Linked DNA regions of Mus musculus: all the other regions are linked to region 2. Evidence: chromatin contacts called from public Hi-C data. All regions are on one chromosome and are shown on one strand. The core of a region is the stretch at or near the end of the contact, and the rest is flanking DNA. Distances in the headings are between cores, read along the strand shown.

What was found. A called contact is a pair of places that touch in the nucleus more often than the background predicts.
Region 1: a Hi-C map of B cells shows a contact between it and region 2, with 1.7 times the contacts expected there. The contact joins the enhancer-like site here to the promoter of Antxr2 in region 2. A contact is called at or near these places in 3 of 39 promoter capture datasets (3T3-L1-derived adipocytes, the HPC-7 cell line and pre-B cells), 5 of 484 Hi-C or Micro-C datasets (the 63-12 cell line, B cells, the C10 cell line and 2 more) and 2 of 115 datasets of contacts at active chromatin or transcription factors (the 230-238 cell line and bone marrow-derived macrophages).
Region 3: a contact with region 2 is called in a Hi-C map of uterus, with 4 times the contacts expected there. The contact joins the enhancer-like site here to the promoter of Antxr2 in region 2. A contact is called at or near these places in 2 of 39 promoter capture datasets (the 3T3-L1 cell line and pre-B cells), 1 of 484 Hi-C or Micro-C datasets (uterus) and 2 of 9 other capture datasets (adipose tissue and pancreatic islet).

The regions. Positions count from the first base shown.
Region 1 is chr5:97,883,880-97,887,224 of GRCm38.p6, forward strand. It overlaps Antxr2 (anthrax toxin receptor 2), which reads right to left. Exons shown (of 17, transcript NM_133738.2): 17 at 809-2,721. The coding sequence ends at 2,683. Among named protein-coding and RNA genes, the nearest start is that of Gm34097, 39 kb to the left of the region's middle. Within about 2 kb of position 1,757, at least 18 of the 459 cell types and tissues checked have an H3K27ac peak or open chromatin away from gene starts, as enhancers often do. A contact at or near this core is called in the 230-238 cell line, the 63-12 cell line, B cells and 2 more, where this site is marked.
Region 2 is chr5:98,029,712-98,033,038 of GRCm38.p6, forward strand. It overlaps Antxr2 (anthrax toxin receptor 2), which reads right to left and starts at 1,306. Exons shown (of 17, transcript NM_133738.2): 1 at 687-1,306. The coding sequence starts at 838. It also overlaps Gm42759.
Region 3 is chr5:97,805,838-97,808,792 of GRCm38.p6, forward strand. No RefSeq gene overlaps it. Among named protein-coding and RNA genes, the nearest start is that of Gm34097, 40 kb to the right of the region's middle. Within about 2 kb of position 1,519, at least 44 of the 459 cell types and tissues checked have an H3K27ac peak or open chromatin away from gene starts, as enhancers often do. A contact at or near this core is called in adipose tissue, pre-B cells and uterus, where this site is marked.

The sequences.
Region 1 (3,345 bases), core at 507-3,006, 150 kb before region 2:
ATGGATGATGGACAAGACTCATTTGTTTGTACAAAGGAGGAGATCTCGACTGACATCGTGTCCAGATCAATCACACGGGAGCTATTGCTATGTATGAAAAGTGTCACATAAAGATTCGCAATGTCCTCTGCCAAGAAGATTAATTTTAAAAACAAATTCTCATTTCTGCTAAGATCTGCGATTAAAGCATAACATTAATCTGGTTCATAACTTTAAGGGCAATGGAATTCCATCTGTCTTTGAACCTTATGAATGATCCTTTCCCAGTCTATGTGTAGACTCCTGACTCACCCTCTTCATTTACAGCTCTTTGTTGTATTTTTATGACACATCCTCCAGCCAGTGCAACAAATCTCAAGGAAGCTATTTTGCCATTTAAAGGCAGAGGTTTATTTACATCCCTCGTGGTGCAAACATGCTACAGGATTCTGTGAAAATTTGAAGTGGTTACCAAAGAAACATAGCCAGAGCTTCTGTAGTATTTTTGATGCTCTTAAAATATCACGAATGGGTGTGTGCCTGCATCAGAAATGAAATGCCTTTTGGGGAAGTGGCCATAGGTCCTGTTTTAGAGGCAGACACAGAACAAACGTCTACAAAGACCATCACAGGAAGAGTTAGGTGTACTTACCAGCCTTCTATGTGCACACACAGATTATACCCGTAACATCAACCATGAATCAACTGTGAACATGTTGGATATTTTACAATGGAATAGAATTCCATCTTGTTACTAACCAGAGCAGTTGTGTGTCCAACCCTACAAAGTGTAAGCTCCATGTGAACTTAAAGAAACTGATAACAGAGACACAGGTAAAAATTTTTTATTCACTAATATGTGGAGGTGTGACTTTGGATCCAGCCAGTCAGTGATATAAATAAGGTTGAGCAAAAAGATTAAAGCTAGAGAGTGTAGGTGTGTGCATTTGTATATTTGTATGTGTGCATAAGGCTTCTTGGAGCAGTGCCACAAACGTGGACACCAATGAAAAATATCACTGCCGTCCTTTGAAATTTCCATGAAGAGTACAATGCGGGCAATTATATGAGGATGCTCTAAATGGCTCTTTCCATCTCCTGCACTCACATGCCCGCCAAACATGAAATGTTCGCCTTCTCCCTTCCAAAGTGATGGTTGTTGAACTTATTTTTAGTGTCATTTGATAAGCCTTTGTGCTCGCAGAGAGACATCCCACTGACCCGGCCACTGGTCATTGTCTATAACAGTTCACATCAAAGCAGGCGCGCTTTGTCAGGTTTCCAGTCGAATATCCATTTCGCATCTGAAGTACAGTATCGAAAGTGACTAGATTATCTGAGCTATTTCCTTCGGCTGCTGCCGCCTTCCTCCCCCACCGGGTTTCTGCTCACACTAACATAATTTGGCATCGTTGACGTGACACGATGGTGATATTTCTAAAAATTTATAGTATGTATATTGTCCATGCTTTCTGATGGCGCCCCTCCTGATTTTAATTTATAAACAGAAGGAAGGAGGTCTCTTTCCCAGGCTGAACCACAACCAAGGTGTGGTGCTCCTCAATTTCTAAGTAACATGCATACAGTGATAGGTCACTCAATGTCAAAAGGCATAAAAAAGATGAGCAAAATCTTCACAGGCTGCTGCTTGCTGTTGCCTTTAATTATATTAATTAAACTTTGAAATTTTCATGCAAAGAGAGTTGCTGGCTTGTGACGCTGAAGAGCCCTTGGAGACTTGAAGGAAGAAAAAACCCTGAGCGGAAGCTTTGTGGTTGCAGCTTCCTTAAATTAAAAGCCAAACAAACATCTAGGTGTTTTTACAGATATTAATGCTTTATGCACTGCTAAATCCCAAATGCTGAGAAAGGGGGATCTACCAGGCTGGGGACAACGTCTCAAATCACAAGTCCTTATGCTGCGCTCCAGGTCTTTGGTTGGAGGCGGTCTTCCTGTTGAATTAACGCTCTATTAATTCTCTTGTCTCAAGTGCATAATAAAAGAAAGGTGTCTTGGAAAACTAAAGGGCAAAAATCCTGCTTGCATCCAGTACCTTGAGGCGTCTCGTCTACATTTTGTCATGCGTGTGCACTTTCAGTGTAACAGTGACAAGATTTTCTAGTCAGAAATTTCCTGTAAGGCACAAAGTAATGGAGGACTTGGAAAGGCTTTGCTATCTGACATAGCTACAAGGCAGTGGACTCCATTATCTGTTTAGCCTGGGAGGAAACTTCATGTTTTGCTTGTAGCTAAAGATCTTGCCAAACAAAAGCACAGGGGCCACACATTCATGGCAGAATCACCAGTCTCCATTGCAAACCTCTGTGGCTGGTGGATTTGCAGTCCTAGCTTTGGTATCATTACATCATCGATGTGTCTGCTTTGTCCTCTTACATAGTCAAAACGAGCTTTGCATAAACCCTAGCATGCAAACTAACATTCCTCGGGATTTTCAGTGTCGTGAATCATGGGCTATCGCCGATGACTTTCATCACCTCTCATGTCGATGGCAGAACAAGTGTTGGAAAATGTTTAGTGCACAGAAAGCAGAAGGCAGAGGAAACATTTCCTGACAGAGAGAAAATGGGCTGTTGTCCCAAGAACTTCTGAGATGCACCGGACTGTCGGTTCTGTTGGAAATCAGCATCATGAAGATACACTGTCACACTGTCTTCTTATCTTCTCATTCTTTGTTCTCCCGTCTTATTGATGTGGAACCCGGGAGAAGTTTATGCATCGGCCCTGAGGGAAGAAAGATATCCATGGTGAAATAAGGAAGCAGTTGTTAAAAAGTCAAGGAGCATCTACTTTCCATAGCAAGATGTAACTAATGATACCAAAGCTCAGAACAATGTCCCCATTAGTCATTAAGTCATCATTTTCCCTGGCTCAAGACAACATGGCTCAGATCTTATTTCATTTGATTTTATTTATTGTGTACAGAAAATTTGCTTATTTGATGGTATGCTAAAGTCCATGTAGAAAAAAAAATCAACATGGGATTAAAACTTTGTAAGTGCTGTCTGAAGTGTGGCGCCGCTGTCATAAAATCAAACTCTCAATAACATCACCGTATACATTTCTATGACGAAGTAAAAATGGATGAATTTTCTTATGCAATTGAGTGATTCTAAAAATGTGCTTACGAGGACTATATTAAAGAGGTCGTTAAAACCAAGGACAAGGAAACCCGAGACTGGATAGAGATGCTTTCTTTGTGCTGTACTTTATTCTACATCACATCCTAGATTGCTGACCCACTTCTAACACCACTATTATAGATCCTGTTTTCCCAAATTAAGACAATTTACTTCAATTACATATTTTTAGAGAGTATTTTTTCAGTCCAGTTCCTAAACAATTTAG
Region 2 (3,327 bases), core at 56-2,555:
ATTTCTTCAGTTTTAAAAGGCGCATGATGGGGGGTGGAGGTCGGGGGTCAGGGATAGGGGGCGGGGACTGACTCCCCTCTTCAAAGTTAAGTGTGCTTGTTCATGTCCATGTTCAGAGCTGAAACTTTAGTGTTTGGGCTGAATCAAGGAAACCAGGAAGACCACACTTCTTGGGGGGGGGGGGGGGGACACTTGCTTTGTACTGTTTAGAGAGAGACCTGGCTTTTCAAAATAAAAACACAAGCCCTCATTTCTCAGGAAATGCAAGCCACATTGGGTATATTAAGGCTTTCCCCCCCCCCCCCTGGCTCCCAGTGTGATCAGGATAAAATTAGGCAAACTTTAGAATGTCCGTGGGGGTCTAGGGGGAGTATGATAAAGAGGCACAAAAGTTCCTGGGAGGAAACGAGCTGCAGGTGGCCACACTACCGTTTCCCAAAAGATTCCAGGACAAAAAAAGCACTGCACGCCTCTCCTTTGGAGAACCAAGTAGCCCTGGAGTCTCGCAGCCCCTATTCCTGTACAGCTAATGAGCTTGCCTTTGAAAGGAGTCAGCCACATGCACACTAGGGAGAGTTCCCTCGTCGCCTCCCCCAGAATCCAAACACATCTCAACTTCAGTCCTAGCTGATTCAGAGCTGCCCTCCCCCCAGGAGACCCTGACCCCACAGTCCTCCTTCACTCACTTGTCCAGTACGAAGTACAAATCGAAGGCTTTTTTGCAAGAGGGCTGCTCCTGGGCTTGCAGCAACGACCCCGGACCGCCCACAGCCAACAACCACAGGCCAGGGAACAGCCAGCTCCCAGGGCTGCGCGCCCGGGACCGACCGGCCACCATCCTGTGGCCGGGGCCCGGCAGCTCTCTCTGGCTCACAGTCCCTTGGGCTCGGGGTTCTGGGCTCCGGGCTTCACAGAGCAGAGACGTGAAAGAGGCGGAGTCACCGGGGACTCGCCCGGGGGTCAGAGGCTGAGCGGGGCTGGGATGCCCTCTCCAAGCTCAGAGCCACCCAACAGCTGCCACTGAGGAGAGAGAGCGAGGTCCTGGGAGGACAAAGAGAGTCTCCGCAGCCGCCACAGCTGCCGCCGGAACTCTGGGCAAATCCCAGTGGACAGAGTCCAGTTCTCCCACTCCGGATTCCGGAGAGTTGCTGCAGACAATGAGGCCCGCAGCGACAGCTCTCGGGACAAGTTCCTCGCCTCCCGCTGAGTCTCCGGCGCCCACCCGGGAGCAGAAAGGCTGGCGTCTAGCTGCGGTGGTGAGCTGCGGGACAGGCACCCGCGGACCCCACGATCGCCGCGGGAACTCAGCCGAGTCCTCCTCTTCCGCCTCTCTTCCTCGGACCGCCCAACTCCTCGCGGCACTTTATAACTTTCTTCCCTGCCCCAACCTGGCGCCGCGCCGCGCGGGGCGAGCCTCTGCAGCCCGGGATGCTAAGCACCCGGGGGAGCGGCAGGCCGCCGGGCACCTCAGGCCTGGGGGGTGGGAGTGGGCGCTGACCGGTCTGCTCGTGCGAGCCCGAGGGCGGGGCGCCGGGAGGAAGCCCGACGAGCCACACAAGCACACTTGAGGGTTCGTGCTGAGCAGCGGATGACTAACGCCTGCCAGATTTCGGAAGGGAGAGAGGAGTTCTGAAAAACAAACGTCCTCTAGATACTAAACATATCCAACTCTCCCGCAAGCCTGGCCCGGCCTGTTTTCCCCAGCTGTGCTGGAACGGCCCTCCGCGTGGTTTAGAGACTCAGGACCAGCTGTCTCCTGGATAGTGACGGCCTTATGCCTCATCCCTCCGCACCTTTCATCCATCACACACCGACCTAGTGACGCAGGATTTAAGGTTTAAGAAAGGGGACTTCCTCTTTTCTTTCTCTTTTTTTTTCTATTTGATAATTTTTCCATTTTTCATTAATTCTGAGAGTTTCATGCGACGTGTACTGATCATATATATTTTTCACACACACACACCCAACACCTCCCTACCCCTAACTCCTCTGAAATCAACCCTCACCTCCCTACACACACCTCAACTTCGTGTCCCTTTTGTCAAGAACCCATAGACTCCAATTTGAGCAGTCTATATACTCCTGGTCCACGTGGGGACCATTCAATGGAGTAGGTTTAGCCTTCAAAGAACCACACCCTTAAAGAAAACCATAGCCCCACTCGGAAGCCTTCTACTGTGCATAGCTCCAGGGTGACCGGTGGGATTTCATTAAAAAAAAAAAAAAAAAAAAAAAGTTTCCCACTCCATGCTAGCAGGTTGACTGGCTTGATCTTCTGAGGATATTGTGCGACAACCTCAGCGGCTGTGTGTTCATGCATGCAGCAATCCCGTCATGCCCAGAGGCCAGCGCTGAGCTGTAGTGCCCCTGACCTAGAGTTCTGTGAATCTTTTCACTCACCTTACTCCCACCCTTTGTGGATTGTCCTGGAACGTTAAGGAGGGCTTGTGATTTGTATGTCCCATTTGTGGCTGGGCAATCCACGAGCATTTATTCTCTTCGATTTGACCATTTGTGGGTTTGTGCATTAACCACCATCCCCTGCACTGAGAAACTTGTCTGATGAGGTCTCAGAGTTGCGCTGGCTGATCTACAAGTAGAGAGACATGAATTCAGAGGGTCGTTTGCTTTGATGTCCATTTATTTGACATCAAAGTAATAGGTTCATTCCTGTGGCCCATGAGCACCACAGCCACAGGCTCTTGGAGTATCTTGGAGAAAGATACGTTTCTTTCTGTGGAGTGAGCCTTAATCCCAATCAGAAAACAGTTATCACCCTATATTGTAGAAATGAGCATATCTCTCCATGTTAGCCATTCCTGTGGCTTGCAGGCTTCACTGGTAGGCAGGACTATTGATGGCTTTTCTCTCTTGGCAGCTCACATAATCAATTCTAAGACTATAAGAGCTAGATTTCGGGAGACTACAGGTCAGTTCCAGATGGGTTCCTCAAAGTCCTGTGTCCAAAATGCATGGTGTCTACAGCTAAAGGGTCTTGACATCAAGTTCCGGTAGGCAACCAAGAGTAATGGTAATAGCCTGTATTGATTTTGGGACACCTGTGATCAACAACTTAAAGGAAGGTTATCCCACACCCCACTGGGCTTTTAATTTGCATCTCTCCCAGCCAAGACAAAGCTAGGAGCCAGTGATCACTTCGGTAGCAATGAAAAATCACACCTGGAAATATCTAGTCCCACTCTCCCTGAGCCCAGTTATCACGGGTTTCACCTTGAAAAGGCTAAGTAGTGGAGGAGATAAAGCCAGGTAACTTGTAAGCATTGTGCAATGTGTACATTAATATGTACAATTTTATGGTTACGTATG
Region 3 (2,955 bases), core at 269-2,768, 220 kb before region 2:
GTATATGCACCTAAAATTATACAGATTGATCAGGTTCTGTTTATGGAGAGAGAGAGAAGGAGAGAGAGAGAGAGAGAGAGAGAGAGAGAGAGAGAGAGAGAGGGAGGGAGAGGGAGAGGGAGAGGGAGAGGGAGAGGGAGAGGGAGAGGGAGAGGGAGAGGGAGAGGGAGAGGGAGAGGGAGAGGGAGAGGGAGAGAGAATTGAAAAGGGCCATTTATTTGAAAGAAAGTAAAATGAGAGGGATTCATGGTAAGGTTTAGGAAGAAGAGGAGAGGGCTGGAGAGATGGCTCAGTGGTTAAGAGCACTAACTGCTCTTCCAGAGGTCCTGAGTTCAAAACCCAGCAACCACATGGTCGCTCACAACCATCTGTAATGTGATCTGACGCCCTCTTCTGATGTGTCTGAAGACAGCTACAGTGTACTTATAATAAATAAATAAATAAATAAATAAATCTTTAAAAACAAAGAAAGCGGAGGAAAGGACATGGTAAATAATGTAATTATGTTACATCTCAAGAAATTACTTAGAAATAATGTGATTATTATTGTAATTAACATGGGAAGCATTTTTGAGGAAAAGTTAAAGGTATATAAATATATAACAACTTTTAATGTTCAGAAATCCATCTTTAGAATTCTAACAATATCTCTGCCCTGTTCCTGCTTCTGCTGCTGTGTTTTCTCTATTCTCCAGCCCTGCTATTCTCCCATCTATTGCAGATAGCCTTGACTAGGTCCAGTCTGCTGCCCATGTTCAGTCTACTTTCTCTCCCTGCTCTAGACTCTTCCAGATGTGCCTAAATGTTCTCTCTGTCTCTCTGTATCTCTCGGTGTGTCTCTGTCTCTCTCTCTTTCTCATATATCTACAATAAAAACATCACCTAGTTATCAATAATAACCACAAATAGTAATTCATCAAGTATTAAAGATTATGATAAAATAAAGGCCCTTTACCCCACTCCTCTCTTTAATAGTAGTAAAATAGTAAAAGAGTGGGGGAAATGCCTGCTTCAAAAACAGTAAAAAGATAAAAGAAAAATTCCAAAACATGGGAGAGGTTCCAAATTGAATGGAATTTGTACCAAATCAATAAAGGTTTTTTTGAGGCAACCTCTAATGAGCTCATAGTTCACAACATATAGTATCATTTTAAACCAGCCAGAACAGCTCAATCAATAACTTTCCCAGCAATAAGAATATTGACAGTAGGTGGAAGACTACAGCATACAACAGCAAATGGAGAGGGAAGGGAAAGAATTAGGTAGAACAGATAGTCCTAGAAGAATCAGAGTGCCTGAGCAGAGGGAGAGGCCTTCATTGCTGGGCAAAATAAACAGAAAACAATAGACTCTGGAGTTTCCACAATTTACCCCTAATTCCCACTGTGACTACATTTGGAGATGTAGCTTAAATGAGATCACAAGGGTGTGGCTCTGGTCTGGTATTTCTGGTGTCTTTGAAACAAGACAGAGGCCAGCAGCATGCACTCAGAGAGTAGAGGCTGTGTGAGGACATAGAAATAAGACTAAGTCAACAGAGAAACCTCAGGAGGAAGTAAGCTTTGAAACCTGGAGTAGGGGTGCCCAGCCTTCTGAAGCATGATGAATTAATTCCAACATGTGGTTTTGATTTAGGGAAGCAAAAACAAGCTACTGAGAACACTAAGTCTGAAATTAGCATAAAGAAAATCTATACCATTTCAGGGCTTTCTTCATAGCGACTCAGACCTAGTCTTTGAAAAACATTGAAGGTAGAATACAAGATAAACAGTGTGTGGAAGGATAGTTTTTTGAGGCCCTATAGCCATGGTGAAACTTCATGAGTATACATTTATTTGACTGGGTATGAATAACAACATCTGTTCAATCCCTAAACAAATGTCTCCACAATGGGGGTACTCTTAGAATGGGTACATTTAGACACAAACTTATCTCACATCTAAGCATATATCTAATATATGTTTTCCATTTTTGAATTATTGAGTTTTTCTTTCCCCAATAAAATCCTAAGAAAAAATAATGCCCGGTTTCTAGTTTTCAACACCTCTCAATATCTTTTTAAAATAAAAATTATTGAGTCTGGAGAGACAGCCATAAAGAGTACTTTTGGCTCTTGCAGATGACCCAGGTTCAGCTCCCAGAACTCAAAAGTTGGGTAGTGACCATCTGTAACTACAGTTTCAGATCTCATGCCTCTTCTCACATTATTGGGCTCCTCTATGCATGAGGAGCACAAACATATACGTAAGCACATACACATAAAATAAATGAATATTTTTAAAATAAATAATTCTCATAAAATTCAAATAAGAAGATTTTTTTCTGTTACCTTTAGTGACAATCTCCAGATGTTGAAGAGCTAAGAGCTCTCCATTTTTTTGAAGCATTCGTGCATGTATGAGTGTATGCCAGTCTATCTCTCTAGCCATATATTCTTGTGAAGATTTACAAAAAGCATAGTATAATACATAATTTTCTTTATACTCAATGTACATTAGCAGTTTTCCTTTTCTTCCTGTATAGACCTAATTCTCTTAAATTATTACACACTACAAACCATAGTTAAAGTTGTTGTATTCCTAAAGGGCTCTTGTGTTCTTTTATTTTTCTCTTATAAATATTGTAATGAGCAGCCTTATAGATACATTATAACAGATTATAAGTATAGTCATTGGATAAATGCATGGCAGAAGTTATATAAATTTATGTGAAAAAGAAAGGAAAAATTCCAAAATTCACTCAGACACAAAGAAATAGCCTAACTAGACCCATTTCTAGTGATGCAATGAAGACAGAAGCAAAGGGATTACAAGCATATATCAAATTGCTGACATTTTTTTGTAAATCTGGGTATCCAAACCGATGTCCTGAGGCTTGTATTTCGAGCTCTCTACCAGCAGGCCTTCTCCCCAGACTCACAAGCTAATTTTTACTTTTGTGCTAAGTGATTTAAAA